Regions from separate parts of the Mus musculus genome. Here regions 1, 2 and 3 are each linked to region 4. Evidence: chromatin contacts called from public promoter capture Hi-C data. All regions are on one chromosome and are shown on one strand. Each heading gives the region's core, a stretch centred on a gene start, on an enhancer-like site or on the middle of the called end of the contact. The rest is flanking DNA. Distances are from core to core; before and after follow the strand shown.

Region 1 (2,700 bases), core at 66-2,565, 140 kb before region 4:
CGGAATCAGAAGTCTAAGAGGCAAGCTTGCTTCAGTGCTGGGTAAAGGGTGTAGAGGGCTTGCTGTACTTATCTAAGGTCCTGAGGCTAGTACAAAAGAACTGCCAGCCTCACAGCTCTTAAGTCCTCTGGTGGACACAGCCTATTGAGGACTGGCTGGCATCTCCTCTCGGCTGGGTTGGGTAGGCTGTTCTCTTAACCATGGGTAAGAACTACTGAGTGTCCAAGAGAGCACGACACATAGAGTCCTGCAGCATCTCTAGGTCCCTGGCACTGATGACACAGATGTGCAAGTGAAGCCTTCATGTGGGCCTGGCCACTGCTGAACTAGGCCAGAGGTAGAGGTTGTTAGACCCAAATCCTTGCCCATGACCATTGTCTCTGTAGCTCCTGAAGGGCAGACCTCTCATAGACAGCCCAAGTGCCAAATACACACATTCATTGAGCACCTATTGCATACCCATTGAGCACCTACTGCACGCCGTGTACCGTGCCAGGTGCTGGGATAATAACTCTGGCAGGGCACTTCATGCTTCCCACGGCTCCTCTGGATCTCATTAGGAGGTTGAATCTCTCCAATTGGATATTTATTTTCTTGTTTTCCAAGTAAGGAGACTGAAATAGAGAGGAGAGTGGCTTTGAGGTGACACCCGCAGCCACCAGCAAGGAACCAAGCCCATCCTGAGCCTTGACCTCTCCCTGGGTTGAGGGTATACTCTGGGGACTCGCAGCTGTTTCTTCCCAAAACTACATGCTGAGATGGAGTTTCAGGAAGCCAGGCCCACAGAGAATCCGTATCCAGGAGAGCAGGACTCCTGGGGCCACAGGAAGCACCTGCCTGGTCCTTGTCTCCACCCAGCAGGAATTGGTTGTTGGGGACAATTGTCTGTGTTTGGGGCAAGTCTGAGGTAGAAGAACAAAGAGAACCGCCTCTGCCAATGCAGCTCTGACCTTGAAAACCCCGTGGAGCTTCATTTAGTGGAAAGAAAGAGGGAAGAATTGGTTACCAGCTTCAAAGCAGGGCAGGCGTCCTGCAAGCAGCATCGGTGGAAACCTTGCCTTTGTGAGTTCTTGCTGTTGAATTCTCTTTTTCAGCTTGACAGAAGTCCTGGGGATCTTTGTTTGGCTTGGCCAGAGTTGCAGAGATGCCAGGATCACTGCTAACCTTGCCTGGACACTCCAAAGGCCTAGCCTTTAAACAAAGGTCATACAGTGAATGATCTCAGAGACCTACACACAGGCTGAACGTTACCAACTCATATGTCCTGCTGTCAGAGTACCCACCTGTGGGAGGGGCCTAGGATCGAAGTGAATCAGTTTGTACTGGCTGGGGGCAGGGCTTTGCAAGGAAGCAGTGTTGCAATCAGGATATCCTGGGCGGGTAAAGCTGGGGCTGACCTTATTTATCTGCCGTTTTAGTCTTTATCCACACACATTGGCAGGTCTTTGCTGTGTGTCAGAACCCACTGTGACCCTAGGAGAGGGTTGGTATGTTGTGGGCCCTGCTTTGCCCATGTGACATAGGAACCCTAGCTGAGGCGCTTCACAGCTGTGGTGACAATTTCAACAGTTTGTAGGGTTGTGTCCTTCTGGGGTCAGAGATGGCTGCTGGGCTTTGGTGGCAGAACTTTGGGCATGGAAGAGAAAGTTCTAAACTTGGTTTTTGTGACATTTGAAAATTTCGCATCTTTAAATGTTGGCAATTGATTCAAAATTTAAAAATGTCATATACTGTGTGGTTAAACAAAACATGAATGTTGACCAAATACAGCCTGCCCTCCAGTAAGAATCCTTTATGGTATGGTTGGCTGGAGTCCAGGAGGCTAGACGGCACCAGGCCAGGCCTTCTCGTAGAGGGGCAGGGCAGAAACAACGGAACCCGCTACCGTTTATTTAGTAGACTGTGCTTGCCCGGCTGTGAGCTGGCTTGGTCCCAGTGGTGTGCAGTGCCACCCTGAGAGCTTCTAGCCATGTTCACTGCCCCCTGGGTACTTCCCCAGCCTTACTACATAAATGCCCCTTTGGCCAGACAAGGGCCCAGAGAAGAAAAGTGGCTTAAGAGACTCCCTGGTGATACCTGTATCTTGCTCTTAGGCAGTGGTGCAGCTACACAGCTGTGGGATGATACTGTCCACACATGTGACCTTGCTGCTGTTAGCACCTGCCAACAGGGCAGGGCAGGCCCTTCCTGTGCTGCTAAGGAGAGCCTTCTCAGGGACCTTGTGCCCCGTGCTCTCCACCTTCCATTGTAGGTTCCTGCTTCTCAGAGCCTAGATCACCTCTGGCCTGGCTAAGGCCTGTCCGGGCCTGTAGGCATAACTTTCCCTTTTGTCTTTCTCCATTGGTTGTCACACTTTCTGTAATCTGTGTTTGATTTACAGAAGATCACCTGGTGCCTGGTCCTTCAGACTGTCCTCCAGGCTTAAGAAACTAATTATTCCTATAGTGTATGCGAAGCCTTAGGGCTAGAGTCAGAGGCAGCTGACCCTCAAGGCATCAGACTACAGACTATAAGTCATCAACAAATTCCCTTACTATATAGAGACTACCCATAAGTTCTGTGACTGCAGAGAACCCTGACTAATACATTGGTGGAACCCCTACAGCCAGGTTTTCATCCTCAGTGTGCGGAAGCAGGAGGAGAATGGAGAGCACCCCACCACTGCCCCTGTATGGCCTTGAAGGGTCTACTACTCCCAAA
Region 2 (2,700 bases), core at 118-2,617, 230 kb before region 4:
CATGTTCTGTCATACCTTCTGTATGCTGTGCTGAGGCTCGAACCCAGGGTTGCATGCATACGAAGCTTCCCAGCTATGCCCTAGCCCTGGCTTTTGTAGCTCCTATTAGCTTGCAGACTTGCCTGTCTCCCAAGGTGGGCACTGGACTTCTGGAGCTGACAGACCTGTGTACTTCTCATTTGAGTATCTACAGGACCAGTGAGCCCAGCGCGGACCTTTTGATGCCTGGTGACTCTCATCCAGCTTAGCCAATGCTCTGCCAACGTTTCTGGCCCAGAGCATTTTTCTTGCATCCTGTATTTTAGCACAGCCCAGCAGGAGCCTCTGTGTCTGCACGTGGGCTGGGCTGACCATTGCTGAAGGACAGACAGATGCTTCGGATTCACTGACAGATGTCTGTCCCTTTATGATTATTCTGGGTCTGTTATACTGCCCCCCCCCCCGTGTGTGTGACCTTTCACGTGGTAGGCACATATCTGCCTCTAGACCACTGTCCCCTCCCCCACCCCAGTCCTTAAATGCTTTTCAAAAAAGTCACTTCTGGCTTTATGGGACCTAAGATGGACAGGTCTTGGAAAAGGTCTAGAAGAGCCTTCCTGCAGGCTGAACTTCATGTCCCAAATGAGAGTCCTAACCACCTTTAGACTCAAGAGAGCATTTAAGGATTATGAAGGTTCCTCTGGGGTTTGGGAGATTATTCTGGAATCACAGATGTTGTCCTAGGGGCACCAAGCAGGTCACATGACTTTCTAGGGCTATATAGCCTCCCTGGAAAGGGTTTGTCTTGTTGAAAGAAGGCTGTGGAGCCCTAGAGGCCAAAGCAGAAACAAAGCCGCAGACAGATTTATGCTGAACACAGCATTTGTTTAAACCTCCTGGCTTGTGAAGTCCATTTATCTCATGGGACTGGCTTTACCCAGGCCTCTGTCGGTCTCCTGGTGACTTTCTCTGCTAAGGAAGCTGAGGCTCTGAGAAAGGGGACACATGGTTGGCTCACTCAGGCTGATAAAGGAACCCCTAGATGCCCCATCCCACCATCTCCCCCACTCTCTTGCTTCCCTCCTGATTCTCAATGCTCCTCACAGGAGAGGCTGTTTGCAATACTCTGGGAACACAACCAGAGTCTGTCCTTTGAGATACCCCTGGTGGACCATTCTCTTGGCCATTTTCGTGATGACGGTGAATGCGAGCAGAGGCACTTGCTGAGGTGAGACTGAGGGGTGGACAGCGAGTGACTGAACTTAGAGCAGGGATTGTCGCTGTGAGGTAGAACGCTTGCCTGCATGCATGAAGCCTTGGGAGCCATCCTCTGCAGGAGATACAAAAGAAAGACGCTGACACCCACGCAGGTGGGCCTGGTGACAAGCAGAGTGTGGCCTGAGGGAGGAAACTCTCATCTCCTTGTGGTCATGGTGGTTGGTTGCCATGAGAAGCTGTCTTGTGGATACTGGGGGGATAGGGGCAATGTTCCCCCTATTCCCTTGTGCAACTAGGAACCCTTGAAGCCGCAAAGCTCTCCATATTTGCTAATGAATGTTCCTTTCAGATGCCTTCCCAGTTTATCTGCCTTTGCTCCCACAGAGCCAGTTCCCTGTGGTAGAGGTGCCTCAGCTTTGACCCCTGGAGGTGAGCTCTAGCGGGGCTCACTTATTTGAGAAGGGCCAGGGCCAGGAGAGGGCACTGGGTGAGGGGCTAAGGAGAGGAACGAGTGTGGCCTTTCTCAGCATTTGCTGTGATCACATCTGGCTATCCTGGAAAATACATGACAACCGTGTCCACAAGCAAACCGTTATTTCTGGGAGCTGTGGAGACCCGGCCAGACATAGTGGAAGCTGGCAGTGGTTGGAGCGGAGACCTCAGGGCCTTTCCCGGCAGAGGGACCGCCATCAGCCATCAACACTGGCTGGCGCTACTTCCAGGAGGAGAACATTCTTAAAAGGCCCTGTCACCCCCTGATAGGAATTGGCGGGGTGTGTGAGGGATTTGTTTTTCGGTCAGGATGTGGGGAGTTAAAAATAGTCCTTGTAATCCCTTGGGTTCGAGTCACACTTGAAGCCCTGCAGAGCCCTCTGGCTCCATTATCTCCCTTGAGTGGCTCTGCGGCTGCTGCTGAAGTGGGTGGGGGCTGGGCTGCCTGCTCTCCTGAGTACACAGAGGGAAGGTGCACCCAGTGTCTGGCTGCACCCAGACACTGCATCCAGAATCCACGCAGGTCCCCAGCCTCATTTATCTGCGTTCTAAGGAACCCAGGGCAAGTCACAGACTGAGGAGGGGATGGGGGTCAGGCAGACTTTTCAGCCAAGTGCTAAAGGTGGCAGGAGGGCCAGTGATGAGTCTAGGCTCCAGGGGAAAAGGCTGCAGGCCAGAGAACAGCAGAAAGCTGTGTCCTGCTAGGTCAGGGAACCGGGAGGTGGTGACGCGTCTGAGGCAGAGAAGTGTCATGAGGACCCCAAATTGGGGACCTTCAGTGATGTAATAAGGATTGGGGGTTAGGGGTTGCAAGTTCACACCTGCGACCTCAAAACTCAGGAGGCTGAGGAAAGGCACCATATGAGTCCCAGGCCAGCCTGAGTGAGAGGAGACCCTGTTTTTAAAACAAAGCAAACCCAGAGGGATTGTGAATATGATTTCATGGACGACGGGGAGCCTTTGAGGGTCACAGAGCATGGCGGTGCCCTGATCTGTAAGGAACACAGTGCT
Region 3 (2,700 bases), core at 149-2,648, 200 kb before region 4:
GCCTGGCCTCCAGCTGTGATCCAGCACCCCCATCCTCTCCACTGACCTGGAGGCCCTCCCTCCTAGACTGAGGAGCCAGGAAGGGGGCTTCCCCTGTGAGGAGAAAAACCTGGCCTGGATTGTTACCTAGGCTACCCTACCCCACTCGAGATTGCCGTAAGTTCCTCCAGTGTCTAGCCTGTCCCATTTCCCATAAGAGTTCATGCAACAACCGTTGGCCAAGACCATATGCCCTTGTACTTTTTGTGTGATCGAGGCAAGTCTCTCTCTCTCTCTCTCTCTCTCTCTCTCTCTCTCTCTCTCACACACACACACACACACACACTTGAGCACACATCTTTTAGGGCCTCAGTTTCCCCATCTGACTTGAACTGGTAGGTGGTGTGGTCTGAATGTTGCTTTGGGGAGAGGGGAGAGAAATGGAGGTTACCTAGGACCAGGAGGGTAGACCTAAGAGGAGGGGAAAAGGAGGCAGGCAGATTGCTGGCCATTTTAAGAGAAGGACAGAGATGAGAGCCAGCAGCAAGTAGGGTTGAGGGGGGGATGGGTGGTTGGCGTGAGGCTGCCAGTGATTTGATTTTTGCAAGATTTCTGTTGCTTCAAATACCAAAGAGAGATGGTTGGGTTTGTAGCTATTATGATCGGGGGAGCCATGGAAGTTTCTGGAACTGCAGAATGACTTGGAGAAAGTCTTTCAGCTTGTGGTAGTAGAGGCAGGTGGTCATTCCTTTCCCAAGCCTCAGTTTCTACTCCCACTGTAGGGTAGAGATCTTACTACCTTCAGAAACTCACTAATGCTACTAAAAATGTCAGAGGGGAGGGAAAATTCAGGCACCTCTGGTGGTTTATGTGGGGGATGGGGCAAAGTGGCTTAGCAAAGCCCTCTGGTTGCACAGGTGTGCCTTGTATTCTATGTGCGCTTGAAATGCACACAATAATTTTAATGGTATGAAAGTCATATTTTTATCAGATGGAGACTGCCTTCTGTAAAGAGTAGCTAAGTATCTTAGGCAACAGAGACAGGCAGAACTCCGACCTGACTGAGGGGTAGGTGCAAAGCTTTGTGGGGCGCTCTGGTCTGGCCATGTTTCAGTCCAGTCACCCCCTTCCTCAGACTCTAATTTCAGGTGCCTAGCCTTGGTGTGTATGCATATATACATGCACCACTGCACCTGTGGCGGGATAGGGTGCTCCAGGCACCCCAAGTTGGATATGGAGTTTAGACATGGCTGTTGGGTATATGCTGTTATTGGGGTTCTTCGGACGGGACAGGGGCACTCTCGGGCCGCGTCGCCCGGACGACTCCAGGCCAGGATTTTGCCCGCACTGACTTTCCGGGCGGGTGCCAGCCCAGCCTCCCGGTCCCGGGCCCCCGCCGAGGGGCCGGCTGCTCAGGGCGGGGCGGGGGAGGCGGCGGAGGAGGAGGAGTTGGAGCTACTTTGTAGGGCAGCCTTGGTCTTGCCTGCTGCTGCACCAGAGCGCGGGAGAGAGTGCGGGGCGCCCGCCGGGCGGTCCGGAGCGGCCGATGGGGCCCGTGTGAGCGCCCAGGCCTGGCCCGGTGCCCGGCGGGCGGCAGCATGTCCGCCGGCGGCAACGCCAGGAAGAGCACCGGGAGGCCATCCTACTACTACCGGCTGCTGCGGCGGCCCCGGCTGCAGCGACAGAGGAGCCGCTCCCGCAGCCGGACCCGGCCAGCCAGGGGTAGGCGCCACCCTGACCCCAGACCCTTAGTCCCTCGCAACCCCGCACCACCAACGGATGCTTTTGAGGCTCCTGTGTCAATGGGTGATGGCTCCTTATCTGGAGCTACCGTGACTGTCCCATCCCCATTGCCCCAGCTTCTGTAGGGTCCTTCCTCTTGGGGGAAAGCGGGGTCCCTAATGTTTCCCATTATATCAGGACCAAAGAGAAAGGGGTCGGTCTGATATGCAGTTCCTCCGTACTTCTGAGTTCCGAATCCCATTCCACTGTGCATCAGTTTACTCAGCGCGCAGGCCGTAGTAAAGTAGTCGAAGTGGATCCTGACTTGCCTCCACTGTCTGCTACTCAAGCTTAGCGTGCTTCCAGTCCTGTCTTGCTTCCTCATCTTTTGGATGGAGAGCTGAGTGGGCTTCCTGTGGGGAGAGCCAGGTTTGTAGGGGCCTGGAGCCACTCTGAGTGGTCCTTGGAAGGGTACTTCTTTCAAAATGGGGAGGGAGAAATGCAAGCCTTTCTTCGAGCCAGTAATAAGATCTTCAGCTAGAGAGGCCCTAACGTTTCATGCTGACTTGTGCTGGGCTGGTAAGTAAGTAGGGTCAGGGGCTCCACACAGAGACTCTGCCAGGCCTGGGTTGTGTAAGGCCATAATGCTTCGGTGGCTTAGGCCCACTGAAGGTGTCTGTGATGCAGAAGCTGCCTTAGTTTACATCCTAAGGTTATCTGGGGCATGGGAAGCCTGGCCCCGGCCCAGCCTCACCACAGGCAGAATGTGCCAAGCCTGCCTGGAGAGGTGTGAGAGTGGCCCCTTGTTTATTTTTTAGGTTTGGGTCAGTGAAGCAGGCAGGCTTTAGTTTACTTCCCCCCAGAATGGAGAAGACGTTCCGGCCCCAGCGGTAGAGCCAAGTAACAATGTACAGGGTTTATTTAGGAAGTACTGAGTTCCCTGTGCACAGAGTTCAAGTTTAAGCTGTCTGACTCTGCCCACAGGTTTGTAAACTTAGT
Region 4 (2,700 bases), core at 54-2,553:
GTTCTACAGAGATCCTGTGGAGTGGCTCAGAGGACATCCATGGGGCCCAGCCTGCATAGGGGCCCAGAGGGACTGGGGTGGGACCTTCCTGCCAAATGTTTGAACAGAACCAAAGGTACTCGGTGTCTTTATTACACAGTCAGAGAAATTGGTGAGGTGGCTTATGTGACAAGTGCTGTCACATAAGGGGATACAAAATAAGCATCACAGTGTCCCTTCCTAATGGGAGCTCACAGTGGAGCAGAAAGGGTCTCAGAAGAGCTGTAAGCTCTCACCATAAGCTAAGGTGCAGTCAGAGAGGAAGCGGGGGAGAGGGGTTAAGCTCACACACTAAGACCAGAGATAAACAAACCCCTCTCAAGATCAGATCTCTACAAACTGTCCCATATGAGGATACAGGTGAGAGAAAAGTCACAGTCAGGATGGGGAGGGGCCAACTGTTTAAAGGTTTTGCTTCTAACTAAAGTTCTATGTTCATGGAAATACAATCATAAAGACAAAGGTGGAAGCCAAGCTGTCTCTTCTCTTTATCTCCCATTTCTTAAGTTTAGTAGCAGTGAGCTGGTGTGCTTGCTCCCTCGACAGCTCTTAGGCTCTTCCAGACAGTAAAGGCTGTCAGAAGAAAATGCTGGAATGTGTTTTATTTCCCTGTAGATAGTGTTCCTCTAAAACCTCACTGTGTTTGTATATGCATGTGTATATGTGTTTGTGTAGAAGCCTATGGGCACATGTACTTGTGCTTGCATGTGTGTGTGTGTATGCCTGTGTATGTGTGTGAACATATTTGGCTATGTGCATATTTGTATGGGTGTGTGTGGATGTGGATGTATGTTTGTGTGTCTGTGTGTATTTTTGTGTGAATATGCTGTTCCATTGTCTAAAACTTCAGTTACCTCTAAGTAGATAAAAGAAGGGTTGTTGAATTCTGTCCCTGAGACCCATGGGAGAAACAGGCTGCTGGGAAAGCAGAGAATGCTGGGAATACAAAGGGCACAGGGATCCAGGCTAGGCCAGTGCTGAAGATATAAAGGTATTTCCTGTGCCACTGGTAGGACACATGTGCTTCTTCCTTCTGACCCCTCTGAGGACAGTTCCACAGCCCACCCTGTCCTCCCTCGCTGTGCTTTCCTGAAGCCTCAATCACCTCCCCTGCCCTGCCCTGCCCTGCTCTGCCCTCCCCTGCCCTGCCTTGCCCTGCCCTCCCCTCCCCTCCCCTGCCCTGCCTTGCCCTGCCCTGCCCTCCCCTCCACTGCCCTGCCCTGCCCTGCCCTCCCCCACTGTCTTCCTTTTCCTCTCCACTTGCCAGTCCCTCTGCCTAACTGTGCTGAACAGCAGTGACTTCACACATGTCCCAGTGTGGAAGGACAAATGCCTGCAGAGGAAGACCGGCAGGTACTTTAAGTGAGTGGTCTGGGGCTGATAGGGCAACTGCAGAGAATCCCCTTTGTCCTGAAGCAGGAAGAAGCATCCAAATCCACTGGTAGAGGAGCCTTCTTCACACTGTACTGGGATGGGAGGGTCTCAAGGCGGTGGCTGCCCCAAACTAAAGGGACCACATGTGAAAAGGCTCAGAGGCTGTAGCTGTGGGTCACAGCCAGCCTCACCAGACTCTAGGGCTCCTCCTTCCTGCTCCTTAGAAAAGGAGTTTTATGAAGCAAATGTCAACTCAGTGCCCACTCAGCAGCTTTCTTCTTGACGTATTAATTGAATGTGACCTGGCAATCTAGGAGAGGGTGGACGGATTAATGGAGCCTCAATAGTGAGGATGTGGTATAGACACAGAAGAGGCTCCCTTGAGAGTCCAGGATGCCCAACCACTGCTCACAGGATGTGTGCTTAGGGTAGTTTACCTAGAAATGATTACAATAATAATAATAATAAATCCCGAGTTGCTACTTCGCTTTTAGGCTCATGTCAGCTCTGTGAGGCAAGACCAGAGGGTTGAGCATCTCTCTGTGCTACACTTGAAGCCAGAGCCCAGCCTACCCTACTCTACTTTGCTCCTCTCTGCAGACCCAAACTGGCTCACTTCTTTCCTCCCTCAAGTGCTCAGCCTCATTGGCAGGACTCAGGACTCCCACCACTTCCGCAATAAGCCCCAAATAACCTTTGCAGCTTCCGCTCCTCACCAGCCTCCCTTCCCCTCCTTCCTCCTTCCCATTCTCTGTTACCACCATCCTCATCATCCTGAGCAAAAAAATGCTTGGAGACTCGGAGCGTCAGGGAGGGTGGCAGAGAATGGGGTAGGGGTGGGGGTCAGGAGGCTGTGCTCTGTGACCCTGCAAGGACAGCGTCCGTGGGGTCTGACACATAGGTGTCCAGGTGGATGCAGCAAAGGTAGCTGAGGAGGGCTGGGCGTCAGCCGCTCTTTGGGGGGGGGGGTCTTAGTTTGCCTTTTGCTGTTGTGTTAAAACATTGATGAGATTCAACTTGTGGGAGGAGAGGGATTATCTTACGCACCGCCTAGAGAAGCCAAGGCAGGAATTGAAAAAGATATCATGGCAGAATGCAGTATACTTGCTTGTTTTCCCTGGCGTGCTCAGCCTGCTTTCTCATACAACCTAGGGCCCCTGCCTAGGGGTGGCCCTGCCCACAGTGGCCTGGACCCTCCCCCATCAATCATCACTCAATAAAATGCCTCGAGGGACTTGCATATAGGCTAGTGTGATGTGGAGGTCATTCCTCAATTGAGGTCCCCAC

The links. Promoter capture Hi-C pulls out the DNA fragments that hold promoters and counts their contacts.
Region 1: a promoter capture Hi-C map of pre-B cells shows a contact between it and region 4, with 3 times the contacts expected there. The contact joins the enhancer-like site here to the promoter of 9030204H09Rik in region 4. A contact is called at or near these places in 7 of 39 promoter capture datasets (the C10 cell line, cranial neural crest, embryonic stem cells and 4 more), 1 of 484 Hi-C or Micro-C datasets (the G1E-ER4 cell line), 1 of 115 datasets of contacts at active chromatin or transcription factors (bone marrow-derived macrophages) and 2 of 9 other capture datasets (adipose tissue and pancreatic islet).
Region 2: a promoter capture Hi-C map of pre-B cells shows a contact between it and region 4, with 2.0 times the contacts expected there. The contact joins the enhancer-like site here to the promoter of 9030204H09Rik in region 4. A contact is called at or near these places in 5 of 39 promoter capture datasets (cranial neural crest, frontonasal cranial neural crest, maxillary cranial neural crest and 2 more), 1 of 484 Hi-C or Micro-C datasets (bone marrow-derived macrophages), 3 of 115 datasets of contacts at active chromatin or transcription factors (astrocytes, embryonic forebrain and embryonic stem cells) and 1 of 9 other capture datasets (macrophages).
Region 3: a promoter capture Hi-C map of liver shows a contact between it and region 4, with 2.7 times the contacts expected there. The contact joins the promoter of Dab2ip here to the promoter of 9030204H09Rik in region 4. A contact is called at or near these places in 14 of 39 promoter capture datasets (the 3T3-L1 cell line, the HPC-7 cell line, cranial neural crest and 8 more), 2 of 484 Hi-C or Micro-C datasets (bone marrow-derived macrophages and nephron progenitors), 2 of 115 datasets of contacts at active chromatin or transcription factors (astrocytes and craniofacial prominence) and 1 of 9 other capture datasets (macrophages).

The regions. Positions count from the first base shown.
Region 1 is chr2:35,679,141-35,681,840 of GRCm38.p6, forward strand. The region is part of intron 3 of Dab2ip (disabled 2 interacting protein); the gene reads left to right. Among named protein-coding and RNA genes, the nearest start is that of Dab2ip, 59 kb to the left of the region's middle. Within about 2 kb of position 1,316, at least 195 of the 459 cell types and tissues checked have an H3K27ac peak or open chromatin away from gene starts, as enhancers often do. A contact at or near this core is called in the G1E-ER4 cell line, adipose tissue, bone marrow-derived macrophages and 3 more, where this site is marked.
Region 2 is chr2:35,586,539-35,589,238 of GRCm38.p6, forward strand. It overlaps a transcript of Dab2ip not described here. Among named protein-coding and RNA genes, the nearest start is that of Gm13446, 29 kb to the left of the region's middle. Within about 2 kb of position 1,368, at least 30 of the 459 cell types and tissues checked have an H3K27ac peak or open chromatin away from gene starts, as enhancers often do. A contact at or near this core is called in pre-B cells, where this site is marked.
Region 3 is chr2:35,620,583-35,623,282 of GRCm38.p6, forward strand. Dab2ip (disabled 2 interacting protein) reads left to right here and starts at 1,399. Exons shown (of 16, transcript NM_001114124.2): 1 at 1,399-1,701. The coding sequence starts at 1,578.
Region 4 is chr2:35,817,887-35,820,586 of GRCm38.p6, forward strand. It overlaps 9030204H09Rik (RIKEN cDNA 9030204H09 gene), which reads left to right and starts at 1,304. Exons shown (of 3, transcript NR_040618.1): 1 at 1,304-1,401. All of the region lies in intron 6 of Ttll11 (tubulin tyrosine ligase-like family, member 11), which reads right to left.